Linked DNA regions of Rattus norvegicus: region 1 is linked to region 2. Evidence: chromatin contacts called from public Hi-C data. All regions are on one chromosome and are shown on one strand. The core of a region is the stretch at or near the end of the contact, and the rest is flanking DNA. Distances in the headings are between cores, read along the strand shown.

What was found. A called contact is a pair of places that touch in the nucleus more often than the background predicts.
Region 1: a Hi-C map of liver shows a contact between it and region 2, with 10 times the contacts expected there. The contact joins the enhancer-like site here to the promoter of Reps1 in region 2. A contact is called at or near these places in 11 of 12 Hi-C or Micro-C datasets (the A7r5 cell line, Schwann cells, frontal cortex and 6 more) and 1 of 1 datasets of contacts at active chromatin or transcription factors (oligodendrocytes).

Annotation. Positions count from the first base shown.
Region 1 is chr1:14,658,841-14,664,553 of GRCr8, reverse strand. It overlaps Ect2l (epithelial cell transforming 2 like), which reads left to right. Exons shown (of 21, transcript XR_010058839.1): 1 at 1-256; 2 at 1,354-1,466. Among named protein-coding and RNA genes, the nearest start is that of Ect2l, 16 kb to the left of the region's middle. Within about 2 kb of position 3,668, at least 11 of the 93 cell types and tissues checked have an H3K27ac peak or open chromatin away from gene starts, as enhancers often do. A contact at or near this core is called in the A7r5 cell line and liver, where this site is marked.
Region 2 is chr1:14,513,101-14,519,239 of GRCr8, reverse strand. It overlaps Reps1 (RALBP1 associated Eps domain containing 1), which reads right to left and starts at 1,651. Exons shown (of 20, transcript NM_001415798.1): 1 at 1,103-1,651. The coding sequence starts at 1,255.

The DNA.
Region 1 (5,713 bases), core at 2,419-4,918, 140 kb before region 2:
GTGTCTGCTTTACCTATATATTAGTGGATATGGTAATTTTATAATTCACGTGCAGAAAATAATTAATATTGTGGTTATTTCTAAGTCTTCTTAGCCACACATCTGTTAAATTGAACCAATAACTCCTAGAAATAGAAGAAAGTCATTTGCCGAGATGTCACTTGGAAACCTTTCCCTGAAAAGTTTGGAAGTGGAGAGTTTCCACACACGGTTCAGTGCCTGGACACCTTTTAAGAACCAGTCCTTAAATAGACAGGTGAGTAACATACGCTATAGTAGACATGAGTTCAGTTGAGTAAAGTTGTTTTTACTGGGATATGTTGAGTCTTATGTTGTCATAATTTTAACAAAAAATAGTTTAGTTATCGAGTTTTGTTTTTTTTTTTTTTGATGAACCCGTCTATGTTGTGAAGAGAGTGTTTCTCACCCAAGACTTCATCTGTTACGTAGGAGAGGCACCACCTGTGCCTCCTGCTTTCACCTCTAGGATATCACGAGCTTCTGTGGTGGAGGCAGGGTGTAGGGAAAGGTTCGGAGAGGAGGCAGGGGCACGTCATGTACAGCCGTGCTTTGTTAATCCACTCCTCCATTGTGTGTCCACTGTGTGATTTCATGGGGTGCCTGCTCTTTGGCAAAATGATTCAGGAAGAATTCCTTCAACAGTAGAGCAATCTCGCCAGCTTTTAATGGAAACAGGGCTCAAATGGGTTCAGCCGTTTCCATAATGGGAGGAGGGTGGATGCAGCTGGGGGTTTGGGGAGAAAGACTGATCTACAATAAAGACAATGAATTTGTGTCTTTGCAGAAGCAAAGACGAGCTGCAATCCAGCTCCCAGGGATGTTGGTTCATGGTGTATGTCCTCCCTGGAGACAAGGCGAACAACGGCAGGGTGCAATAGTGACTGATCTTTAGTCCTGTGGGTATTATGAAGCTCCATAGCTAGGAGTAAAGAAAACCAAATCTATACTAAATGGTCCTACTTCCAAGAGACAGGAGCAGGGCCTGAAGACTGGATGAACTCTTAGAACTCTTGCTCTAGGCCACACTAATGTGGGTGAGAACAGGAGACATGGATCCCATTACCGCCCTTTGTTTTCCGGAGGCTCCCCTGAGCTCCCCTGTAATTACACAGCCCCTGGGTTTTCCCACTGGCCCACCCAACAAGTCCTGGCTTGCCTGTATTGCTAGATAAAAGCGCTTTAAACTGTAAGGAAAAACCCTACAGCCTCCGTGAAAGTACGCGTAAGCCACCATGAATAATGTAAATATTAGCTCTGAGATTGTTCTTTGACCTGTTGCTTAGCAACTGAGAACATAGTGGACAGGGAAAATCTCATTTTCCTCTCTTCCAGCTCTTTCAAGAAAGAGTTACTCTCATAAGTCACTGGTTTGACCTCTGGACCAACAAGCAACGGCAGGAATTCTTATTCATGATCCTTTCACGAAGCTCGAAGTCACAATTAAGGTAAAAATAGCATAATGGTGTAATTATTGATTCCCAATGACACCAAACTATGGTAACCTGTTATATAACCCTTAAGGAGTTTTCTCTTTTCCCTGAGAAAATGGAGGCGATTGTTATTTTAAGGCTTATGAATAGATTCTCCTGGTGCCTGCTTCCTCATCCAGGCTGAAACAGAGCTTTGGAGGCTCAACAACTTCCTACCACGGGGAGGCTGTTTCATTTCTGCAAACACTTGTCAGCGGCTTGGTCTATTCTCTTGCTCTGCTAGGTTCTCTTTGGAGCCATCAGGTGGACAATCTATGCCAGATGAATGTCTGGTACATAGGTAGACATTTTATAAATGATTACTAAGTACTGGATGGAACCGAAAAAGACATAAGAAAGGACAATGCTAGTGGCCTTTAGGGTTATGACAAGACACATAGCGTCCCACAGGTTTTGACCTTCTCCTATTCTTCCATTGCCCTTTGGCGTAGACAGTGTGACATTTGTTAGTTGAAATCACAGCCAGGGCAGCTAATGTTCTGATCAGGAATTACTACTCTAGAGATGATTAGTTTTCTCTGATTGGCAAGTCGCAATACTTCAGCTGCTCCCAGATACTTTCCAGTGAGCAGAGCAAACGTCAGACTCAGGAGACAATCAGAGCAGCCGGTAGCTTATCAAACAGCCAGCTAAGTGCTATCAGTGGACTCTCGTGAGTGAAACTGGAGCTATTCAAGATGTGTGTGCAACCAGAATATTCTAGAAAGCCCCTCGGTGTGCCTGAACCTGACTGAAGAACCTGGGTGGGCAGTAGCAGCTTCTATAAGAATGGTTTTGCCAGATTCATCTCCAGAAACGTTACCTTGAGTCCGTCTGGGACAATCACTGTGTCTTCAGCCAACAATCATAACGGAGCGGCATATTTCCTTTGTACATAGTCTGACGTTCTTTATCCAGTAGACAGAGAACTGGAACTCTGTCGCACCGGCAGAGGGGACTCTAGGAAGCGGCTTATTTCCTCTTGTTTGTTTAGTGAAACTCTGGGTATGTCCCACAGCCAACTGGGGATAGTTGCTTTCACTGTGAGCTCAAGGAGAGGCTGACCTTCAATTTCTTATACAAGGTTCATAAACCATCAAGAGTGGCTCTTACTTCAAAAATTGCCTTCTACTGTTCCTCCCACCTACTCCTGCCCGCCATGGCAAGATGAGTTTTGTTCTGTTTTGTTTCTCTTCTATACTGGCCTCTCACTCCCACCTCTGTGGGTTCGCAGTAGATTGTCCACTGAGGCTTCCTGGTGGGGTACCCTGGAAAAGAAAACATCTCTCTGACTGGGTTGAATGAATTGTGAAGATACTTTTTAATTTAATTTATTTTTTCCTTATTCACTTTACATCCTGCTCATTGTCCTCTTCCTGGTCACCCCCTCCTACAATCCTACCCCCACACCCCTTCCCCTTCTCCTCTGAGCGGATGCTCCCCCTGCCCCCCGACACACACTTCAAGTCTCTGTGAGGCTAGGTGCTTCCTCTCCCACTGAGGCCAGACAAGGCAGCCCAGCTAGAAGAACACATCCCACATACAGGTAACAGCTTTTGGGATAGCCTCCCTACCCTCCATTTATTCAGGACCTACATGAAGACCAAGCTGCACATCTGCTACATATGTGTGGGGTGGCCTAGGTTCCGCCCATGAATGTTCTTTGGTTGGTGGTTCAGACTCTAAGAGCCCCAAGGGTCCAGGTTAGTTGACTCTGTTCATATTCCTGTGGAGTTCCTATCCCCTTTGGGGCCTGACATTGTGAAGATTCTTTTTTTTAAAAAGAATATTTATTTTCTTATTCTTACATGTGTGTGTCTGTGGAGGGGGTGTCTGTGGAGGCCTGAAGAGGATGTCTGATCCCGGGAGATGAAGCTTTAGGTGTTGGTAAACTGCTGTGCAGTGCAGGTGCTGGGAACTGAACTCAGAGCTTCTGGAAGAGCTGTATGTGCTCTAAACATCAAACATCTCCACAGCCCAGCAGAGACTGTTTAGTGAGTGTCTGAAGAGCAAGAGGAGGCACATTTCACCGTAGTCACTTCCTAGGATTCCTTTCCAGCTTTCTAGAAAAATTAATAAATAGCAGACCAAACCTCATATCCATGATCACATTGTGGAGTGCATTCTAGTCTCGGGCTCCATAAACCAAGCAGTTTCAGTTGTTACCACTGGAGGTCATTAGAGATCTTGTGGTATGTTTGAGGCGGCTTAAGGTAGACCTGGTTTTGTCACTAGAAATTGTACCCTTTGGCACCCGAATTCTTCTTTCTGTGAAATGAGAATGTGGAACCAACCTGTTGTGTAGCTTTTCCTCGCTCCCTTTGACAGCAGCTGCGCTCTCACAGGGAGATCAGTGAGGGAGTGAGTCACAGTTCGCGCAGCTGTTAACGTGCTCTGGGCTGCTGACTTCACAGGAAGCTAGCTGTGTGCGAGCTCCTGGTTTCCAGATTTGACCTTCTGAGGTCATCTTTAATTTGTAGAGATTGTCATCGAACACAATCTGCCCACTCCCGCTCTTCCCCATCTCAGGCTTGCAGACATGGGTGACTTTTACCTGGCCCTCAACTGTTTCCAGAGGTTCGCTCTGGGCTAGTAGTCTTGATTCAATTCGAGCTGTGTTCAATTTTAGTTAGATGTAGAAGCTCGACTAGGTTTTTTTTTTTTTTTTTTTTTTGAACAGCTAATACAATTAGTCAGCTTCCCTTAAAATATCCTTGTCGAGATATAATTCGTGTACAATGACAGTAGCTGAGGGACTCAAGTGAACGGTTTTAGAGTATTCGCAGAATTTTGCGGTCATCACATAGGCTAACACATTCCACCATTCCCAGAGTGCCCTCCTAGTCGATGAGAGCCACGCCCTTACCGCCTGTCCTTCCAGATGTGTCCAAACACAAGTCTACTTCCTGTCTCTCTAAATTTACCCTCCTCTGGACTCCATATATAATAGAGCCAAGTAACAGCTGGTTTTTTTTATAACTTTTTTCATGTATTAACTTGTCAAGGTTTATCCATTTTATAGCACGCTTTAACACTTCTTGTTAAAAAGTATTCCATTGTGTGGACTTGTAATATTTCAAACCGTCACCCGTAAACATTTGATTTGTTTCCTCCCTGGGCTGTTGCATATCATGCTGCTCTGAACATCTGTATCCAAATGTCTCTAAAGGGGAACTTTTATTTCCCTAATTTTGTCTTTCTTTAATTTTCCGTTTTAGACCAGTTTCTAGGGTTCATGTGTTCATCAAAGTTATTTATTTAGTGTATGTGGTGGATGGCGGTTAGGAACACGCTAAGTGTGGAAGTTGGACAATAACTTGTGGGAATTGGGGTCTTACCGCATCGAGTGGGTCCGAGCGACTGAGGTCAGCAAATGCCTGTACCTGTGGCCATTGCTCTGGCCTTTTATTCTTCTTAGGAACTCATAGCAGAGAGCTTCGTAGTAGAATACTGGCCTCAAACGTCAAGGGCGTGACTCAATCCTCACTATGGGAGGAATGAAAGCCACGGAGTGTATATAGTTAGGAGTGGAGTGAATGACTGTAACAGAACAGAACTACCAAACCTTATTTATTTATTCAGTGTTTCTTTTGAATCTTCTTACACCATAATCTCCCCCCCAAATGTAAACATAATAAATAAGAAAAATAGACATCACGTAGCTGCTCGAACTCTTGGGTGAACTCTACTGTATGGGGACTTTTTCTCATGGCAGAGGCTATTGGTTTTGTTTGTTTGTTTTCCAATCTATTTCTTTTGTTGAGAAAAATCTTTTTCATATGATATATTCTGGTCACAATTTTCCCCAGCAAGTTCCCTTGTCCTCCCACCCCCCAACTGCACTCCCATTCTTTCTCTTATTCTAATGACTTTGTTTTGGTCCCCCCCCTCCCCCCCCCCCCCCAGAGCTGGGGACCGAACCCAGGGCCTTGCGCTTCCTAGGTAAGCGCTCTACCACTGAGCTAAATCCCCAGCCCCTCTAATGACTTGTTTTATAATTTCCGGATAACTTTGTTTTAATTCACATAGCCCCTAATACTCCACGCTGTTAATTTTTAGAATGATTTTAAGTGGAACTTTATAACAACTAAGATTATTGATTGACTGACTGATCGATTGATTGATTTATTTTACTGATTTAGCTTCTCCAACCATCCCTCTGGCCAGTGTTTTTTACCAGGAAGTGTTTTTACCCCTCCATTATGCAGTTTCTCCAGGACTCA
Region 2 (6,139 bases), core at 402-2,901:
AGTAAAAGCCCGGAGAGACTCCTAGCCCAGCCCACACCTGTAATCCCAGCACTTGAGCAGTTGAGGGAGCAAAAGGACCCTGAAGTTCAGGGCAAGTCTGGGATATAAAGCAAGAAACCGTCTCAAAACAAAGTAAAACAAAACCTCTGCCCCAATATTCTGCTTCCCCTACATTTTATCCACTTCCATCTCCATGTGTTTGGAGATTCGGATAACTGATTTGGGATCAATATTAGGATGAAAACTTAAAACGGTTCCTTCCTCCCATGCCGTTTAAAAAGGCTCTTACTAGCAGCTATGAATCATGAGGCAGTAGCGTTAATGCTCATCACAAATATTAGCACTTCTACGAAGTCTCCTGTAAAAACAGACGACAAAGAAGGTTTACACTAACCGTGCTTGCTGCTACAGGGCAGAGCTACAGACCGAGGAGAATATCCACCTTCTGATTCCAGCTGTTCCAGTAGATCCCAAACCCAATGAACCAGCTCCACCAACTACACTCGGAAAGCCCACTAGAAGATACTGTCCACGGTACATCGGCCACCCATCCTACGAACAAGTTCTTTTCACATCTATCTACACGCCAAGTACTAGCCAGAAGTTCAAATTTTCTTAGTCGCAACCCCCCCCCCAAAAAAACACAGCTTCCTAAAAGAAAAAAGAAAAAACCCAAAAAAACCAACCTGCTTCTTGGATACCTTAACAAAACTCACTTCATCGAGTCTGCTCGGCTCACTCCAATTCATATGGCATTTTGCCTGCCTATACTCGTAACTTTCCTATTGTGCGGGAGCCGAAGAGCTTCTGTGAATGTGGAACACACACAGCAGAAGCTAGGATCCGCACACAAGCCGAGAGCCTCCCGGGGAAGTTGCTCTTCCCGTGCACAGGCTGGCCGAGGGATGCAGGCTGAGGCTCCGCAGACCCCCGCCCCCACCCCGGCAAGCGACCCCTCCCCCTCCGGGAGTCCCCGCGCACCCGCACCTGCGGCCTCTGCCCGCCGCACGGGAGCCCCCCGGGTGGAACCTGCCCTCCTGGAAACGTCGCCCACTCCCGCTCCCGCTGCCCGAGGCCCGCGCGGCCGGGGACGCGGCGGTACCTGGAGGACCACGTCGTTGGGCAGCTGCGCGGCCCGGAACAGCTCGAGCACTCGCCCGTTGACCACCACCTTCTTGGTGCTCTCGATGTCGCAGTAGGAGAAGAGATCCGAGTAGTATTTCTGCTCGGCGTCGCTCAGCGTCAAGCCTTCCATCTTCGCCTCGGCCCCGCGGCCGCCCCGCCCCGCATGCACCACCCGGGCGCCGGCCCCGCGACCCGGGGCGGCCGGCGGGGGACTGCGTGCAGCACGGCCTCCCCGCGGGGCCGCGAGCTCGTGTGGCCCGGGGCAGCCGGCGGCGGCGGCGCGCGGCCGCAAAGCTCGGCGTGGGGAAGGAGGCGGCGGCTCGGGGCTCGGCCGCGTCCCTCGGGCTTCCCGCCTCGGCTTCCCCTTCCGCCCACGCACCCCCCTCCGAGAAGTTGTGGGGCTTCGGAAGTCTAAAGTTTCGGGGGCTCGGGGCTGCGCGTGGCCGCCGCTCCGCCTCCTTCAGCCGCCATTGACTGCGCCCCGGCCCGGCACTGACAGCGGCGGCCGCGCTCCAGACCCGGATGTGAGGCCGGGAGGAGAGAGCGCGAGAGGGAGAGGGAGAGAGAGGGAGAGAGAGAGAGAGAGAGAGAGAGAGAGAAACACCCACCGGGCTGGCTTGGCCGCTCCCGGGAGAGCGGGCCGCAGCGCCCCCTGCTGGCCGGAGCCCCGCGGCGCGACCAGTGGCCCTGGGCGCCCTCCGCCAGGACCCTAGGCGAGGGGCACCTGAGGACCAGTCCGCCAGCGATCGGATGCGGAGGGTTCAGGTCGGGCTGCGGGCTCGAGTGTGGCAGCTTCTGGCATGCAGCAGTTCCTACCCGTTTGCACTTACCGAGGAGGAGTGCATCATTTTACACTGTCCACTGGAGCTGGGAAGCTTGCTCAGGTGTGGACGCTTAAACCGAGGCTGAATTCCCACTCCTAAGCCCGGTCTTCTATAAAACCCAAGTTTGCAAAATGGAAAGAAAAAAATAAACGGTCAGAGGTTTTTTTGTTTTTGTCACCGGAAACCGAATATTGTCGATTTATGCCATCCACTCTATAAACCTATGTAGGCCTTCAGCCAACTCCAGGGCCTCCTGTGGCTCATGATCCTTTCCTCCGTGGGGGGAAAAATGCGCTGTCTTAATCTGCACCTGTCTCAGGAGTTCATACACCCTTAATGAGTCTTTAATCTTTTTTAAACTATTTCTTTTCTGAAACCCTATGAAGTCAGGCTGGACTTGAACTCTTGATCCCTCTGCCTTTGCTTTCCTGGTGATGGGATACTATCACCAGCCAGCCAGCTATCTTGTCAGCATTAAATACGAAGTATTTCAGATATGGGAGCCAAGGGAGATTACACAGAAGACTCGTCAAGTTTGGTTACATCTAGCCCATTAAGAGGACATCATTATGAGACTGAGCCGACATAGAGGGCTGGGTTTGTAGCTCATTTCTTAGAGCGCTTGCGTGCACAAGACCCTGGATTCTATTCCCAGTACCCCCTATACCACGCGTGGTGGTGCTTACCTGTAATCCCAGCATTTGGAAGGTAGAGGACAGGAGGATCAGAGTTCAAGGTCATGTTCAGCTGCATAGAACACTGAAGGCCAACTTAGACCATGTGGGAGAAATCCTATCTCAAACAGCCCAGGAAACAGAAGGGAGGACTCTGGCACCAAAAGCACCACTCTGCCGTGCTTTGTTCGAAGGCTGAGTCTAAATGAGCAGGGAAGCCCTTCATCTAAGTCTTTAGAGATGCCACTTTGTGTCGACATTTTCAGATTACTCTACTTCATATAACTCATTTTCACAATTTCAGATTTTGTGTGTGTATGTGTGTGTATGTGTGTCAGTGTGTCAGTATGTGTGTATGTGTGTTCAGTGTGTGTATGTGTATGTGTGTGCATGTGTGTATGTGTCAGTGTGTATATGTGTGAGTGTGTATGTGTGTGAATGTGTGTGTATGTGTATGTGTGTGAATGTGTGTGTATGTGTGTGAGTGTGTATGTGTGTATGTGTGTGAGTGTGTATGTGTGTGTATGTGTGTGAGTGTGTATGTGTGTATGTGTGTGAGTGTGTATGTGTGTATGTGTGTGAGTGTGTATGTGTGTGAATGTGTGTGTCAGTGTGTGTACGTGTGTATGCCTGTGTGTATGTGTGTGTATGTGTGTGCATGTGTATGTGTGTATGTCAGTGTGTTTGTGTGTCAGTGTGTGTAATGTGTGTATGTGTGTGAGTGTGTATGTGTGTATGTCAGTGTGTGTATGTGTGTGAGTGTGTGTGTGTCAGTGTGTGTATGTGTTTGAGTGTGTGTGTCAGTGTGTGTATGTGTGTGAGTGTGTGTATGTATGTGTGTGTATGTGTGTGTGTCAGTTTGTGTGTCGTGTGTGTGTGTGTGTGTGTGTGTGTGTGTGTGTGTGTGTGTATTTTTTAAAAGATAGGTTCAACCAGGTGGGAATTGATTCCTGTTGTCACCAGTCCCTTTTTCCCTGACACCTTCCCGTGGCCTAGCTAGCAGCTCTTTCTTGCCCCAGGCCTTTGTTCCTGTCTGAATTCTCACACAGACACTTCTACGGTTTATTCTCCTGTTCCAAGGTCACTGTCTTAGAGAACAGTTCCCCTGACACCTGATCTCCAGCTGTTGCACTGTGTTTGATCCTCTTAATCTGAATTCTTTTTCTTCATTGCATATCTACTTTCTATATATATTCATAACTAGTAATTACTGAGTGTTATTGTGGCCCAGGAATTTTTCTAAATTTTTATGCTAATTACCACATTGAGGACAACAACCCCATGAAATAGGCTTTTCAAGTATTTTCCTTTTTTGAAAAATTGGGACACTGAGACAAAAAAAAATGGTTTTAGCAACTTGTAAGTCACATGATACCAAATATCTAGATATAGGATCCTAAACCTACTCAACTCTGAAACCAGTACCCTCTCTTAAGTCCCCTGAGCCACTAGCTCTGTATTCAGTAGGAAGTGTTTCTTGCTTACCACACTTCCAAGGCCTGTCCATGTACAGGTATGCCTCAATCATGAGTGATCAAATGAATTCAGTGTTGATGGACCGAGCAGCCCGGACTCTAACTTCCTACTCTCACATCCTTAACTTTAGCAAACTCCAGCTCTCTGTGCCTCTCTTCAAATCCAAAGAAGCAGGATTCCTTCGTGTACAAGTTCTAGGCTCTGACGTGTCCATAATCTATCTTTTTCTCCTCTCCTGCCGCCTCTCACATAAACCTGTTCCTTACAGTCCTCAAAGTCTCTAAGTTCCAGCCCAGTTAATGGGTTCAAAATTATGCTTTGAAGGGCTGGAGAGATGGCTGAGAAGTTAAGAGCGTTTGCTGCCCTTGCAGAGGACCCAGATTCCATTCCCAGCTCACGTACAGCCTCTTAACCTTAAATCCAGCTCCTGGGATCTGATGCTGTCTTCTGGTTTCAGCGGTCACTGCACATGGATGGTGCACATACACTCATGCAGTCAAAAGCATTCATATACATGACATTAAAAAGTCAAAATTATACTTCGAAAGTCCGGTAGGGTGTATACACATACAATCCCATGGAAAGGAAGAATTGTGAATTCTAGCCCAGCCTGGAATCCAAGTGAGATCCTGTCACAAACAAACAAAACAACCAGACACCTATACTTGGATCATGTTGTCCCAGTGTAAAGTGAGGGGCAGGATTTTCTTTTTGGGAATCACAGAGTCTAGGATCTTGTAGCCAGGAGTTGCCTACCAGACACCATTTCCTTCTTCCATTGCCCTTCCTGTTACCTGTTGCCAATTACTCAAGCTAAATTCGCCACCGTATGAGCCTTAGAGAGTGTGAAGCTACTCTGTCTGTAGCTGTATTGCTTTATAAAGCTTTCCTAAACTACAACAGGCCTGGGACAGGACACTTCTCATTGACAACATAGGCCCAGATGAGGGTAAAGAACGGCTAACACACAGGCCAGGCATGGTGGTACATTCATGCAGTTCCAACAGTGGGGAGGGAGGCTGAGGTATGAAGATCACAGGTTTGGGGCCGGCCTGAGCTACATAGAAAGATTTTTTGTTTGTTTGTTTGTTTGTTTGTTTGTTAAAAAAGCCACTGATGAGGCTGGAGAGATAGCTCTGAAGTTAAAGTCAGACCTACTCAGTGCAGAGGACCTGAGCTTGAGTCCCAGCACACATGTTGGGTGGTTCAGAACCACCTGTAACTCCAGTTCCAGAGGAAATAATACCTCCAGACCCCACAGACACACACACACACACACACACACACACACACACACACACACACACACACACACAGAGAGAGAGAGAGAGAGAGATTAAAAATAAATCTAAAAATAAAAACAAAACATTAATAGCATGAATCTCAAAGAAAAGCAACACAGTTCACTCCCCCTGTTTGCTAAGAAGCACCTGACCAGCCTCAGTTGTCACCGACCCATTTCTAGGATGCAGGAATCCTGCAGCACTGATCTGTTAGGCCCACTGTGATGAGAGAAGAGTGAGGACATCATCAAAAGGGACTCACTAGGGGGTTGGGGATTTAGCTCAGTGGTAGAGCGCTTGCCTAGCAAGCGCAAGGTCCTGGGATCGGTCCCCAGCTTCGGAAAAAAAAGGGGGGGGGGCCCACTGCTCTTCCTGCCCCCACCAGGCGTCCCCCAGTGCCTGGGTGATAGAAGCTTAACTTCTAGGTTTCAGGAGGAAGTGAGGCTTTTCTCTGTACCCTTCACTTAACTATTTCAAAATATGAGGGGGAAAGAAATACAACTTCTGCAAGCCGCCATGTGACCCCTTTGAAGTCCAGTCTAATTTCTCTCCTGTGCATTTCTAGGCACAGCGGTTTTTAGTGACATCATCAGAAAGCCGTTTGAAACAGATGGTTTATATTATGTCGAAACAGATTTTCAAATGCTGGTTTGGGAGCAAGATCAAATAGTTGGTTACTGCTAGAAAACGTTTAGACTCCTTTTTTTTTTTTTTTTAAACTGGAAATCTCTAATCATTTTTCTCCCCAGTATTCCTT